Regions from separate parts of the Mus musculus genome. Here region 2 is linked to region 1. A link is a contact called in public HiChIP or PLAC-seq data. All regions are on one chromosome and are shown on one strand. Each heading gives the region's core, a stretch centred on a gene start, on an enhancer-like site or on the middle of the called end of the contact. The rest is flanking DNA. Distances are from core to core; before and after follow the strand shown. Region 1 holds the start of BC052040 (cDNA sequence BC052040). Region 2 has its middle 46 kb from the start of Gm31590.

Region 1 (4,765 bases), core at 613-3,112:
GATCTAGAAACTCGCAGCGCTTGCTCAATTCAGGGACCGCTGTTGGTCCTGAACTTTGGAAACTGTCAAGAAAATATAGTGAAAACTAGAGGGGGAAAAAGAGCCCCTTGTATGTGATTTTTTTTTTTTTAATTAGAGTATTTACTTTAAAAAAAAAAAAACAGAAAAATGGACCCTTTGGGTTTAGGAGAGTGACTAGGAGATGAAGTGATTACGCATTGTTGAGAGGCAGCAACACAGCGTACCAATTTTCACTTAAATCCCACTCTGGCTATTGACTTGTTCTCATGACCTCCGGGAAGTTCCTTGACCTTTTATGCCTTTGTTCACTCTGAACAAAGGAAGGACGGAGCAATAATGGGGATAGAACCTGCGCCAGGGGAAGTTACTGGGATTAAGGGAGTCCTTACAAGAATACCAACAAAACACTATCTAGTAAACATCCTACCTAGTTTACTTAAGGAACTTAGTCTTTATAACCTAAGTTACGTAAATAATGTCTGTTGAATGCTATGCTAAATAAATGTCTCTTGTACTATCTTATTGTTTTTATTGACAGATGGTCATTGGACATAGTGCTGATTTCACAAATATAAATTCTTTCATTTTTATGTCCACACACTCCCCCAGTCTTATTGCTTTCTCAGTATTTCTCTGCGTTCTTTCTTGTACATATGTGTATGTATGTAAATGTGTGTGTACTTGTGATCTATGTAAAACTGAAGAGCCACAAGGGAGAGGAAGCAAAAGATATTGGTTTGAGTCCTTTTTCCAGATGTAGTCATTATTTTAATCTTTAAAACTGTGTTTCTAAACCACATTTTGTTTATTCTTTCATCTGTTGACTGACAACTACGGTGACTCCATAACTTGGCTCTATACTACCTTATTTAGTCTTAAAACCTGCCTCATGAATTACAAATTTTTATAGGTAAAGTAATTGAGGCTTTGATGAACTAAAGAATTTACCAATGGGGTCTTATCTAGGCCAACCTTCCAACTTACACTTTACACCAAATGAAAGCAGTAAACCGTTTAAACGTGCTAAAACCTAAGCAGATTTTCTTCCTTTTGCTCAAAATGGGAGAGAACACATATCATACGCCCACCTTAGAAACAAAGGTTTCAAAAAACCAAACCAAACCAAACCAAATATATAGATGCTCTAATATATTAACTCAGAAGTTCGTATTTCTACACATTATTGGGCACTCACTATTGTGGGGGCCAGGAATTTACTTCTTTATGTATGCGAGAGTGGAATTGACATTCTACTGCCAGTTGTTTTAAGATGCAGAATTTAAGTTCTCAACAAAACCAGCATTGCTTTCCACCAGAGAATTTAATGCAGAATTTAAGTTCTCAACAAAACCAGCATTGCCTTCCACGGGAGAGGCTGAAGAACTTTCCCAGCACAGGCGAAACCGCTGGTTTGCAGAGATCCTGTTCGCTGCTTAGCTTCCGCTCACCTTGCTCCTTTGCAGGCCATCTGCTCAGAGCGGCAGAACTGGGCGTGTCGGAAAAAAACACATTCAAATCCCGCGCTCCACCAGAGCACTTCCGGGTTTCCAACTCCAGGCTGGAAAAGCATCCCTGTGACCCGAAACGGGCCGTCTGTGTTTCTCGCAGCTGGCAGAGTGTCTTCAATGAGCGTCTGGGTTCCGATCTCAGGGAGGTGTTGCTGGGGACACCTGCCCCTAAAGACGCAAAAAGAATTCGGTACGCAGCCGCCACTTCCTGGTTGCTTTGCCCTTACCCAAGATGGCGGCTAGTTGCCTTCGGCCCGGCTTACTGCGGCTGCTCAGTACACTCTGCTGGCGCAAATAGTTCTACAGCCCGCCTCTCCCGCGGAGGTGAAGCCTGGGACGCTGCGTGTCTCCGCCCCGCGGTGCAGCTAGGGGGGTGTGCTTTGGGGGCATAAGGGATAGCTAAATAAGTGGAGGGCCCAGGGTCGTACCGCGCTCTGCCCTTCCCTAGGTTCTAGGCACCAAGCCCGCACGAGCCCAAGGGTGATTTTTCCTTGGGCCCAATATGATACTAACCAAAGCCCAGTACGAGGAGATAGCCCAGTGCCTAGTGTCTGTACCGCCCACTAGGCAGAGCCTGAGGAAGCTGAAGCAGAGGTTCCCCAGGTAAGTCCCCATCTCCAATTCTCACAGCATTTTACCTGCACCCCAGTTCCCGCCACCCTGGCAGTCATAGAAGCCACGTGTCACACACAAATGGGAGGAACAGAGTTAGGTCGAAGATCATGAGAATGCTCTCTTCCCTCCACCTGCCTACCATACAAAACATTTAATGGCTGAGGCTCCTGAAGTCACTCCAGGCCTTGGGAGTTGAATCCAACTCAGCAGATCTTTACTTGATACATATTGCGGGTATGAGAGTGTACACATATTAAGTAGGTGCTTCATAGATGACCAGTGGTTAATCCACAGATACTAGCAGTAAATAATTGGTAATGGGATCTTTGCAACGTAAAAAAACGTGAATTGGCGGTTCATCGCACTGGGGTGCTGCCAACTTGACACAGACACCTAGAGATGGTAGATCTAGAGTGAACAGGACCCTTTCGGATTGCCACTGGTAGCAAGAGGGCCCAGGCCCAAAGGGGGCCTTGTCTTGTTGGCTGTGCAATGAAAAGATTCTTTATAGAGTTGAGAACATTAGGGGGTCACACTCTTGAGTCTGGTCATTTGGATCTCAAGGTCTGAAGGTTTCTCATTGTGTGCATACGTATTCCCCATGGGTTTCATACTTTTCACTTTGTTGTGGGATTTTAGGATTTTCCCACCTGCTAGGAAAGGTTTCTTAGAGATTATATAACATAGATTTTTTTCCATTTATAAGATGTAAAAACTGAGACCCACTCATTACTTGAATACCTGTTCAAAACAACTAGGTCATCATAATTAATATGTTAAATAATACAGAACATTTTGTATATTTTTTTATTCAAAACATATTATGACATTGAGCATAGTTACTCCTAATGGAGAGCTTTCCTATCAATAACACATAGCCTTTGACCATGCATCACCAGAGAGATTTCATTGAGAAAGACAAGTTATTGGATAGTAGGTATCAATACAAATTGAAGCATATCTTTCATGACCTCATATTTGGTAGACTAATTTTCCTAGACTCTAAAGAGAAAGGCTCTCCTTCCAATATTGTCCATACTTAAGGACTTTGTAGCTAGGGGATTTATCATAGTTCCTGTTCAAGAGCAGAGTTGACAAGTTGGAATTTAATTATTATCACTAGTTTTTTTTGCATCCTTTCTAAAATGAGTGGTGACTGACCATCCAGGGGGAAAAGGTATAAGATGTAGGTATATTATCACATGTATGTTATATAGTATATGGAATGTTTTATATGTGTATACATTGCTAGGGAGTTTTGGAGCTTTTTTGATACATTGCTATCATTATGGACACATATTACTATTTTCAAAAGAACATATGTATGTATTTGGATCCATATGTGTCAAGGTATGTGTGGAGGTCAGAAGAAAATTTGGAGTTGTTTCTTTCCTTCCATCAAATGGGTCTGGCAGTGGAACTCATGTAGTTAGGCTTTTTGGCAAGTGATTTGATCTACGAAACTATTTTACCAGCCCCACCATTAAAATATATATATATATATATATATATATATATATATATATGTGTGTGTGTGTGTGTGTGTGTGTGTGTGTGTGTGTTCGTATGTATAGTTATATGTATAGTTATATCCTAGAGTGTTTTCTAAAATTTAAATTAAAGCTGAGAAATTAAATAAAATACTACTAAATTTGTTTTGAATAATAGTAAGTATATTGCTTGTTGACATTTTATCTATAATAGTCATAATTCCAAAAATGGTTGAGATACGGCTGTATACTTTTGCAAATCTCTTTAAGATCTGCCTTAACTACAAGAAGCTGCATCTATTTTTATATTTAACTAGTTGTCATATATTGCTGATAAAAGGATAAGAGGAGGGACTGGAAAAATGGCTCACTGAGGAAAGTGCTTGCTATGCAAGCATGAGGGGCCTGAATTTGGATCCTGTAGGAGGGAACCTCTTCAGGTTCCTTGTCTCCTCTGTTTAGCATTTTGGTCAAGGTCACATGCTTTGTCTTCTGGGAGCCTCCCCCATTCCATGTCTCTTGGACTTCCTAGAGATTCTCCACCTCCACCCACACCCACATCCATCCTTACCCCTGGGGCAGCTGCAGATTTCTATTGACTCTCCTGGCCTTCTGAGCCTCTCTCCTGTCTCTCTTCATGGGGTATCTTTCCTTGATTGGTGATTGATATGAGAGGGTCCAGCCACCCCTTGGTGGTCTTGCAATGTGTAAGAAAACAGATTGAGCAAACCATGGAGAGCAAGCCAGTAAGCATTGTCCCTCCATGGTCTCTGCTTCAGTTCTGTTTGTAGGTTGCTGCTCTAACGTTCCTTTGTGATGATCTGCAACTGTAAGCTGAGATAAACCCTTTCCACCCCTAGTTGTCTCTTTGGTCCCAGTGTTTTATTGTAGCAATAGAAAGCAAACTAACACGGGCCATTGCTGTGACACCCCCGATCGACCTCCTTGTAAGGAGGAGGGTTGCAATGGAAGCCCTGGCAGTGACTAGGTAGGTCATGGAGAGGCCATGTCTTGAAAAATATGGAGAGCCATAGGAGAAGATATCAGATGTGCCACCAAATGTACATGCATGCATGAGTGTACCTGCAGGCCTGTGGTCAGACACACAGATACATTACAACAGAAAAAGAC
Region 2 (4,765 bases), core at 698-3,197, 270 kb after region 1:
TCCAGGGCCACCTTCTCTTCACTTGGATGACAAATTCCATGTGTCCACTCTGCCTAGTGGCTGCAAGCCCCTAGAATCCTTCAGACTTGAGGACCTAGGAGCTTGGGAAGAGCTGAGGGAAAGGGAGAGGGAACAGGATTGTCCTCTCCTCTTACTGAAGCCTGACTGTTCAGGAGAGGTGTGTACCTCAGGGCCAAGAGATAAGAGGGCCTCCCTCCTTGCGGTTTCCCGGCTTCCTATGACTCTATGCTAGCTCTGCTCTTGGCCACTGTGATAGGAGACAAGGATGGGAGAAAAGGGTAGGGTTGGGGCGAAAAAGAGGAGATGATGGTTACAGAACTTTGTGCTTGTACCTCAAACAGAAGGGAAAAAGAACAGGGCAGGGGTGGGGGAAGGAGATAGCTCCCACAGGACTAAACAGTAACAAGGAGTGGGCATTTCAATGAAACCAGGGTTTTCGCACACTGGGGGTGGGTGGTGATATTCTGGGGTTCTGGAATGGACACCTCCTTTGTCCTGTAGCTGGGCTGATGGTCAAGTGCCCATGTCAGAAGCTTTAGGCTTCCTCTGGGCACAGTGACTTCCTTGACTTGGTTTGGCTTGGTTTACGTGCAAAGGAAAATTATGACTCCTGTTAGTTTTTACATCTTTAAATCACTATTTCCTGAGGTTTGTGTTTCAGGCCAAGTGAAGTAGATAGTTGAGGAGAGCTTGGGTAATTCCAAATAAAAATTTCCTGGAATGATAATTTGTGTAAAATCTTCTAAGGAGGCTAGCTTTTATATGTCGATGTGGATTGGATTGGTTCCCTCTTTGGCTAGAAATATATATTAGCTGTGTGCACGGCTACACTAATATTCTAAACATCACACACAATTCCATTTCAACTCCTGACAGTCCCATAGTTTACTTCTGTGTGAGTGAGTACACTTCCGAGAGAAAAACTCGGAATGGTGGTCAGCCCCAAAGATGAGTCAAAGAGGAGAGGAAAGAAACATGCCTTCTGGAGGAGGTGAGGAGAAAGAAGAGAGAGATGGAGGAAGGGAGAGGGACCAATAGTGGAGGAAGAATGATGGGTGGGTGAGCAGAGACGGGGTGGTGTGAGGATACCAAGGTCAGTGAAGCCCTGGACTCCACCCTCAAGCCCAAATAGCTCTCCCAAGAGGTTCAGGTCCAGTTTCAGGCAGTCTCTTGTGCCCCCGGGGGACCTTGTGTCCAAGGTCCCCTGGGGGCTTAATTCACTCCTGCCCTCTCCACAGAATGACTTTCGAACCTGGAAAAAATAATTGCATTAGAGCAGATTACTTAGAACCGATAGTTATCCGTCTTCTGCTGTTCGACAGAAGTCTATTAAATTCGGCACAGCCATTACCAGCTGAGCTCTAGAGCGCGCCTTCATTAAGAAAATTAAAACTGTGTTTTTCGAACCTAAGCCAAGCCTGTTCAGTCTCAGGCGTCAGTGGCCACCCCCGGGGTTTCCCTGAGCCAGGTTTTTCTTTCTTTCTTTCTTTTTTTTTTTTTTTTTTTTTTTTTGCCAGAATCAATCTCTTGGACCCGGCAGGTCTGGGCTGGAAAGATTGAGTGTGGTGACAGTAGCTGGAATGTTGGGATATTCCAGCTGAAGAACTCCATCATTCTTCTTGACCCCCGCCTAGCCTATGGCCTCTTGACTCTCCTCGCATGAGTCTTTACCCTGAGGCTTTGCGGTTCACGGTGGGCACACCTGTCTGGGCGTGGCTCCGGGGACACAGGTAGCATAGGGATGCGGTGGGATCTGCTGAGGGGCCTGAGTAGAGCCAGGAACTTAGACAGTTGAGTGCCTGAGTCTGGATACAGACACAAGTGCACGTGTGTGCCGTGCACGCGCGCGCGCGCACCACCACTGCAGCGCCTGCTCTCTCCATCGAATGACACAGAACAGCTGCGACACTAGAGTAGCCAGTGAGCCTTTTGTCCACCCAAGCGCAGGCAGCCCGCCAGGCAGTCAGACGGGCGGTGGCGTGTGCCTCCGACCCTAAGGTCTTGTCCCTTTGGCAGACTGCTGGGCCTTCGGGGACTTACTTGGGTTTCCACTTTGGTTTGGCGACACACCCTGATGAGTGTCACTTGGAGTCTGGGCGCCACTTCTATCTAGCTTGGGGCGGAGGGAACAGGTGGGAAGAGTAGGCTGCCAGGAGGTCCCATCCCTTTCTCTCTCCCCAGACACCCCAGTTTTCCTGAATCTCTGGTGGAGAGAGGGCTTCAGTGCTAGGAGAGCGGGTCACTCGGTGAGAGAGGTTGAGATGTGGCATCTGTAACTGTACAGTTGATTTTTTTTTTTTAAAGCACGGTTCATTTTATATTTTTGTTGTTGGTACCTGTCTCTCTTTGTTCAGCATTTTGCCTTTTGAAATGTTAATTATTCAGGACCCCTCCGAAATGTTCACCCAATTCAAGTTTCTAAGGAAAACATAGAAAAAAAATATTTGCGTATGTGGAGACACTCTTTCTTGGGACTCTAGGGGCAAAGAGAGGCTGCATCTTTGTCAGACTGCCCAGTGATGGAAAGCTTAACCACCTTTTTCTGTAAAGTGTGGTTATTAGGGCATCAGGATTCAGATGCAGGCTTGGGTGCTGTTGAGAGAGGGATGGGGTGGAGGGTACCTACTTGAAAGTGCACAATATTGGTATCTAATTCTCTTTCTCACGAACTCAAATGGATACAAAAAGCTTGCAAAATTCAAGTGACACCAGTCGCCTGATAGCTGTGGACAAGGTAACTAACATCTTTTACATCTGCACAACTTTCAACCACAAAAACGCTGGACATTAAAAATAAAGTTCTTCTAAGCAAGAGGGAAAACTAAAGGCTGATATTAGTGTTTTCTTTTATCCCATGGAGGTATCAGTTGATCCCGTTTCTTTTGTCGGCCCAACTGAGCAAACTAGAAGGGAAGAGCAGTCTCTGACCAGCAACAAATCCAGGGTGTTAAAAGCAAGTTCCTTGGATGATTTTTCTTTGCCTTTAAAGCAAAACAAAACAAATTTTAAAATTTTATTTCCTCCTGGAGAGTTAATTTTGTTGCCAAAACATAGGCATGGGGCTGTTAACAAGCCATTTGAGAAGCTAAGTCTCGGTGATCTCTTTCTTGCAATCATAATCGGCAAGTGGCTTAAGATTGATGGTGAGGTATTTTCTGTCTCTTCTGGAGGACCTTCGTGTCAATTTATTTAGAACACTGACCAGACTGTCAATGCCTCCCAATTTTATTAAGCTGTTTGTAACCAAACACAGTGGGATTTCTACCCTTCCTCCCTCGTGAGTGTGAGAGTATAGTGCTGACTGCTTCTTGTTCTGAGTTCAGCTGCAGCGGGGTCCACTCCCTTGTGTTTGTTTTATTGTGTTTATATAGTTGCACGGACAGCTATGCATTCCCTGGGCACGCAAATACCTATGTACACATATATTTAAGGCGGTCCATGTGTTGTGCAGTAACTTCTCTTACACTTTACTGAGCTTAAAGGGGACCTTTCAAAAAAGTCAACCGCAGTGGCAGACTTCCTCAGAGAAGAATGTACTTTTAAAGTAATGCAATGAACTTCAAAACAGATTCCTTCTCGGCATAACAGCTTGCTTGCTGGTGCATATTTAAATCTATCTCAGTTATTACAATAGTCCCTAACAATATTTCAAGCTCAGCTGCACTTAGCCATCCCTATTCTGCCCAAAAGATCTGGGTTAACTCCCACCACTGCCTTTTCCTAGAAGCGCCCCTTTCTGTGGGGTCCCAGGGTGCCTGACCCAGACCTCCAACATCCACAAACGAGGGTGGGGATCTGAGATGTGAAAGTGGAATCTGCAGAAGAGCCAGGGTAGAGAATGGATTGCGCAATCCAAGAATTAGAAGCACTGGGGAGGAAAGACACACCTTTTCCAAATGCACCGTTCTTTCCTTCCCCAGAGCCTCGTTCCTCAGAATTGCTCTCAGAAAAACCCGCAATCTGATTCTTTAAAATAAAAACCAAAAACTCCCTGAGAAGCCAAAGTCGTTCCGCGTGGTAGATTGCCATGTCTGATGTGGGGGGTCCAACTGCGGCGGGGAGACCCTTCTGACACGGCTGCTTTGTCAGCGTCTTCTCCCAGAGGCAGAGGCGATGGAGATGGGTCGCGTTACCTGCTTGCTTGCGCCTTCTACCCTGTGCAGAAATCCCAGGAGAGAGTAATCTGGACGCTAGAAGTACGCCGCTGTGCACCAAACCCCAACTCTCTGAAACCAAACGGCGCACCTTGCGGTGCAGAGAGATGAAGTGCTTACACTCCGGAGGCGGCAGGATATTGGGGTGCGCTTCAGCCGCTCTGTCCGCGTTCAGCAAAAGCAAGAAAACAGGGTCAGGGAAGAAAAACACAGGCATGGAAAAGACCTGTTTGTGTATGGATACTGTGACAACTAAGACAGACAGACAGACAGACAGACACACACACACACACACACACACACACACACACACACACACACACACATTTTGAATGCTCTGGGATCCCAAAGATGTGTGCAAAAGGAATTACCTCAAATTGAGAACTGCTTAAATTCCAAAAGCGATTCCTGTAGACTTTTATAAACCTGTGAAATCCCCCCCCCCGGAGTTTGCTTTTACAAGTACAAGAAATATTATTTGGCATTTCTTGTTGCCCCTCATCAGATATCTATTTTTTAATAGCAATAATAATAAAAAGCCTTCAGGGTTGTCCATTAAAATATATCTTTGGAAGTTAAATCTGCAAGGG

What was found. HiChIP or PLAC-seq counts read pairs in DNA pulled down with a chosen protein or histone mark.
Region 2: a contact with region 1 is called in an H3K4me3 HiChIP or PLAC-seq map of forebrain, with 2.8 times the contacts expected there. The contact joins the enhancer-like site here to the promoter of BC052040 in region 1. A contact is called at or near these places in 5 of 39 promoter capture datasets (the 3T3-L1 cell line, cranial neural crest, frontonasal cranial neural crest and 2 more), 1 of 15 datasets of contacts at CTCF or cohesin (the NIH/3T3 cell line), 21 of 484 Hi-C or Micro-C datasets (LSK cells, Th1 cells, Th2 cells and 8 more), 20 of 115 datasets of contacts at active chromatin or transcription factors (acute myeloid leukemia, astrocytes, bone marrow-derived macrophages and 10 more) and 3 of 9 other capture datasets (adipose tissue, embryonic stem cells and liver).

The regions. Positions count from the first base shown.
Region 1 is chr2:115,579,854-115,584,618 of GRCm38.p6, forward strand. It overlaps BC052040 (cDNA sequence BC052040), which reads left to right and starts at 1,863. Exons shown (of 11, transcript NM_207264.4): 1 at 1,863-2,132. The coding sequence starts at 2,032.
Region 2 is chr2:115,850,899-115,855,663 of GRCm38.p6, forward strand. No RefSeq gene overlaps it. Among named protein-coding and RNA genes, the nearest start is that of Gm31590, 46 kb to the left of the region's middle. Within about 2 kb of position 1,948, at least 41 of the 459 cell types and tissues checked have an H3K27ac peak or open chromatin away from gene starts, as enhancers often do. A contact at or near this core is called in astrocytes, cerebral cortex, embryonic basal ganglia and 2 more, where this site is marked.